2 separate regions of the Mus musculus genome follow, and region 1 is linked to region 2. A link is a contact called in public Micro-C data. All regions are on one chromosome and are shown on one strand. Each heading gives the region's core, a stretch centred on a gene start, on an enhancer-like site or on the middle of the called end of the contact. The rest is flanking DNA. Distances are from core to core; before and after follow the strand shown.

The links. A called contact is a pair of places that touch in the nucleus more often than the background predicts.
Region 1: a Micro-C map of palatal mesenchyme shows a contact between it and region 2, with 2.3 times the contacts expected there. The contact joins the promoter of Allc here to the enhancer-like site in region 2. A contact is called at or near these places in 3 of 39 promoter capture datasets (hippocampal neurons and liver) and 5 of 484 Hi-C or Micro-C datasets (B cells, cerebellum, cerebral cortex and 2 more).

Annotation. Positions count from the first base shown.
Region 1 is chr12:28,581,090-28,583,973 of GRCm38.p6, reverse strand. It overlaps Allc (allantoicase), which reads left to right and starts at 1,446. Exons shown (of 12, transcript NM_053156.3): 1 at 1,446-1,509.
Region 2 is chr12:26,531,706-26,534,441 of GRCm38.p6, reverse strand. No RefSeq gene overlaps it. Among named protein-coding and RNA genes, the nearest start is that of Cmpk2, 64 kb to the right of the region's middle. Within about 2 kb of position 1,286, at least 45 of the 459 cell types and tissues checked have an H3K27ac peak or open chromatin away from gene starts, as enhancers often do. A contact at or near this core is called in cerebellum, cerebral cortex and palatal mesenchyme, where this site is marked.

The DNA of each region.
Region 1 (2,884 bases), core at 197-2,696, 2.0 Mb before region 2:
TTTATTGCTGCTGCTGCTGCTGCTGCTGCTGCTGCTGCTGCTGTCACGGATATCTGAACTAGCTTCTTCCAGCATCCTCCAGGAACTTTCCAGGACCCTCCAGGCTGTTGGTGCCAGGTAGGGACTTCTGAGTCCCTGTCGTGAACCAAATACCTACAAGATTCTCAAGTGTCTCTAGTGTGAGACAGCCGTTATTGAACGACTCAGACCATACTGTGTCAGCCAATCTAATTTAATGTATATTAATTTCATTGGCTCTGTTCCACCAAAGAACCTTGGCAAATACAGGTCAGGTGCATATGTGGGAAAGGGCAGGTTGGCCCCTGGAAAGGGAGTCAAGGAAAAGATGGAGGGGCCTGGGATGGAATATTCTGGGACAGAGCTGGCTTTTGAGATTTCAGAAGTCCTTGTGCCTCTGCATCTGGGCTTCTCAACTGCAGGGGGTGGAGGTTGTGGGGGGGCAACATCTGCTCCCAGGGTGTTCCACCTGCCTGCTGTCTCTCTGAGCAGCCACCAGATACCTCCCTCTCTGGAGGAGGCTCTGGGTGGGGGTGGGATGCACTGAGCTGGGCTGGGAAGTGACACAGAACGTTACAGGGATAGACATTCTTCTCAAAGGCCCCTGCAGTTTTTCACACTGCAGTAACTTCTGTGTACATATGCATTTCCTTGCACATTGGGTCCTTGGTTTATAACAAATTCCCTCAACAGCCCCTCTTTGTGTTTTTTTTTAAAGATTTATTTATTTTGTGTATATGAGTGAGTACACTGTAGCTGTCATCAGATCTCATTACAGATGGTTATGAGCCACTATGTGGTTGCTGGGAATTGAACTCAGGACCTCTGGAAGAGCAGCCAGTGCTCTTAACCGCTGAGCCATCTCTCTAGCCACTCCCCCCCCTTTTTTTTAGAAAAAGAATTTATTTTTATTTTATGTATAGGAGTACACTGTAGCTGCCTTCAAAAGAAGGCATTGGATCCCACTACAGATAGTTGTGAGCCACCATGTGGTTACTGGGAATTGAAGTCAGGACCTCTGGGAGAACAAAGAGTGAGTGCTCTTAACCACTGAGCCATCTCTCCAGTTCCCAAGCCCTTGTGTTTTCTAGGATGTCCTAGGCACTTGCAGGGTGTATCTGTATTTTCTGAATAAATAAACATCTGTCTTGAAGAGATACAACGCAAATTCAAATTGTAGACAACAGCTGTAGCTGGGTGGGACGGTGAGAATTTCAGCCATCAGGGAGGGAGTACGGTAGGATGGGCTTACGGCCCTGGGATCAGTAGGATTACACACGCAGAAGGGAAGAGGCCTGCTTCAGCCATGGTCCCTTGGTCTCTCCAGGGACAAGCTGTTCCCTCGGCTCTATTTCCTATGCCCCTTGTGACATCACAAAGGAAGGTTCTCTCTGTCCTCCATAAATTCTAACATTGCTGGCGCTAACACTTCAAAACACTGGACTGTGGGGAGAGGCCTTGAATCCTGAAGACTGGGGTCTGCACTCTTGGGTGAGGTTCGAGATCTGTTTATCATGTTGAATAATTTGTTATGTCTGACATTGGTGTTGCCAAGGGAATGAAGTGGGAGAAGAGAGGAAGAAGTCCCGTCTCCAAGAACAGCAGACCCTTGGTTGCGGGGAAAATAGGGAGGTGGCCCTAGGCGCTATTATCAGTATGGAGTTCTAGGGCCCAGCTAAGAAGGACTGAGGGAGGCTTCATATTCTAGCTCTGGTCCTTGTCCTACTGGGGTTCAAGTCATATGACTTTTGTCTTTTAAAACATCTAAACATGGGTCAGGCTTGGTGGTGTACACCTTTAATTCCAGCACTCAGAGGGCAGAGACAGGCAGATCTCTGTGAGTTCATGGTCAGCCAGTCTCTAAAATAAGTTCCAGGCCATCAAGGCTACACAGAGGGACTCTTGTCTTAAATGACGATGGCGACGTCAACAACAACAACAACAACAACATCTCAACACTGATGTGAAGCAAGCCCAATGCTATGGTTTAAACAGAAATATGCCCCGCCCCGTCCTGTCCCGCCCCACCCTACCCTGCCCCCATAGTCCTGAATGTGCATACTTGTCCCAGCCAGCCATACTGTTTTAGGAGGTTATATAACCTTGGGATCTCGGGCTTAAGTGATGGATGCAGGGCTACACTGAATTCAAAGAGACACAGGTAAGAGCAGAGGCAATCACTCACTATGTAGTGCAGACTGGTGTGAACTCATCATGGTCCTCTTGCCTCAGCCTGCTGAGTCCATACCTATGCAGCTCTGCTGGTCTATGGCCAGAACTCTGCTCTGTTGCCTGTGGCTCCTCAGAATCTGCCTCAGCTCTCTCAAGCTTTGTCTCAAACGAGCAACGCCCTTCTTCAGATCACCCCAAAGTTTGCTCTCGCAAAGCTTCTTAGATCCTGACAGCAACATCCTCTGGATTTCTTTTTTAACATGGGATGATTCTAAGGCCAGGATAGCCTCCTCTTCTTGGGGGTGGGTGGGGCAGTCCCTCCCCAGCTTCCCAGAGTCACATGGAGCAGGCTCTGCCTGTGACCCTTCCCTCAGCAGAGGAACTGCCTTAGTTACTGGCCTGTGTCTTACTCTTGATGGCTGGGAGTGTATGTGGGCAGCAACCAGGACCCACTTCAGCATGCCGCTGGGCTTAGGGGTGGCTGCTGCCTGGTTTCAGTGGCAGCATGGTATTTAAACAGATGTCAGGGAGGGTCACTACTGTGACTGTAAACTGCCATTTGGGCTTTTCTGAGAGAAGGAGAGTGGAGGAGGATAGGAATTTGGAAGGGCTAGAGGAACTATAGATGTCTCCCTCTCTCTTGGACCTCAGCTGATTCTTTTATCCATTCTTTGGTCATATTCCTCCCCACAGA
Region 2 (2,736 bases), core at 37-2,536:
ACCTTCTCCCAGTGGCCCGGGCAAACAGCCTAGGGGCCTCCCCGCCAAAGGGAATGAACGGACCTCTGATTATTCCTTGTAAATTTTTCATGAGGACATCTGCCCATGCTCCTCTCCCTCTGAGTACCTCTCTCTCTCAGTCTCTCTCTCCTCACCACCTCCCTCTCTGTGTTCTCTCTTCTCTCCTTCTCACTCTCTCCTCCCCCTCCTCTCTCTCCTCTATCACTCTCCCCACCCCCACTCAGGTTTCATCTCACCTCTAACCCTTTCTCCTCTCCTTCCTTCCTCTCCCTCCTGTTTTTCTCTCTCTCTCCTCCCCTCCTCCCTCCCCTCCCCTCCTCTCCTCCCTCCTCTCTTTTTTATGTCTCCCCGTTCCTACCTCCCCTTCCTTTTCTCTCGCCTCCCCCTTCTCCTCCCTCTTTTCCCTCCCTCCCTCCCCCTCTCCCTGTGTTCAGACTCCTGACAACTCATGAAAAACGAGAGTCATTGGGCCTCAGCCGCCATTAGTCAAGACATGCCTGATGTGTGAACGTGGACCTCAGGCTGAGAGGGGCCAGGCTGCAGGGACTGGTCCTAGAGACAAAAGACCAAGCCGGATGGATATTATAGATAGGTAGGCAACAAAGCCTTCTGGACCGGTAGGGTTGGTTCTGCAGACAAGGGGCTCTGTGCTTGTACATCAGTGTGGCCCAGGCTTTCCCCGATGAACACTCTTGTCTCCCTGGCTCCTTGATGTGGCTCCCTGATCGAGGGCAGAGTCCAAATCCAAACAGAGAGATTGGAGATACACACACACACACACACACACACACACACACACATATGGTGTCGAATGCGCCTTAAATATCAAAATATATTAACTCTCATGTAAGGAGTACAGGGGTGGGGAATAAGCCTCAAAATCCTTTTTTCTGTACAGTTCAAACTAAGGACCTACAGCTCTTTCTCATTACTGCGCCCAATCATGCCGATGTCCTTTTTGTGCCCCCTTTGAAGTGACATGTGCTTCAATTTATTTTTAATCTTCTAAGTGACGTCGGGACTGCAGCCTGTGCACACGTGAAGTCTCTGCCCTTCTTGGCTGTTGTCTAAAGCAGTTTGGGCCACAACAAATCAGGCACTCAGTCCAGAGAGAGCCCAGGAACGATCTGAGGCCGGGGAGATGCGCAAAAGTGCTGCGCAGAGGAGGCAAAGTCATTAATAAACCCTTCACCATACACACCTTCCCTACCTTTGTGTAGGTCCTGGCCCTGGTCCTTGGGGACCCGCCATGGAGACACTCTGTGGAGCAACAGTGCCACCCAGTGGACAGTACTGGCAAATGACTGTCCCTTCTCTCTGCAGTCTCCCTGGGCCCTAATATCACATCTTTAAGCAGTTTTCTACATGAAAGGAGGCCTGCAACTGATTCAAAGCCACCTTGCCTTGGAAACCTGAGCATGCCCATAAAAGGCAGTGTGCACAGAACATTGAGGAATGTTTTTCGTTATGTTGGGGGTCTACCCCCAGCAGCTACTCTGGGGGGGGGGAGGGTAAGGGGGGATGTCAAAGGAAAATAAAATTAAATATACTTTTAAATCATACTTAATTTACTAATCAGTTCAAATAAATATGTGTATATACAAATGTGTGTGTGCGTGTGTGTGTGTGTGTGTGTGTGTGTGTGTGTGTGTGATGTTTGTCCAGTTACAGTCTCAGTGTTTAGTTGAAACATAAATTACATTAGCCCAAGCTCTTGTAACCCTCAGTATTGAGGGAAAATGGCTGAAATATCATCATATTTGGAGTTAGGCAGTGAGGTCAAAGTCTTGCCTGTACATAGATCTCACTCACCTGATAACCTGGACGGTTTCCATTTCCCATCTGCAGTCTTCAGTCACCCAGAAGGAGGCTGACGTGACAGCCAACGGTGACTTGCCCTATGCCTGGCTAGGTTCTGACTCTGCCTATGATCTTGAAACCTTCCCTCCCCTCTCTCCTTGGGTATTCCCTTTTGTCTTCAAGCAGAATCCAGCCCTTCACCCCCTCCTGGAGCCTTTTCTCCTCACGCCTCATGAATGTTGGTGAGGTGAGCACATTACATGGGCTTAAAAACTCCTAGTGAATCCACTGGTTTCCAAACTCACATGCATCCCGGATTGGGAGGCAGAAAGCGTCCTACAGATAGGGAATCCAGCCAAGGCCTGCCTCTTTCTGAGTCATCTGCAGTACAGAGTGGACTTCTCATACATAAACAAAAAGGATGGTTAATGCTTATTTTAACCAGTCTGTTACTTGAAGCCTTTAAATACTGCCCTACGGCATCTTGTAGAAAACATCGTTTGGTGCAGACTTTAAATAACTTAATATAAAATCATCGTGAGGGGAGGAGCTGAAAATCATCAACTCTGTGAAAGAATGTGAAATATGACCTAAAGTACATTAGATCCAGATCATTAAAGTCATCAAGTCATCGTCTTTCTCGTCCCCACCCACTGCAATGACTGACTTTGCTTACTGCCGTCACACGCCCTGCAAGGCTCTCAGTTGAGGAACTGACTCCATCAGATGGTCTATAAGGCAAGTCTGTGGGGGCATTTTATTGATTGATGTAGAAGGGCCCAGATCACTATGAATGACACGGACCCTGGGAAGGTGGTCCTGTGGTACAGAGAAAAGGAAGCTAGGCAGAGGGAGAGTGGGCCAGCAAACAGTGCTTCCCCTGCCTCTCAGTTCCTGCCTTGAGTTTCCAGCTTG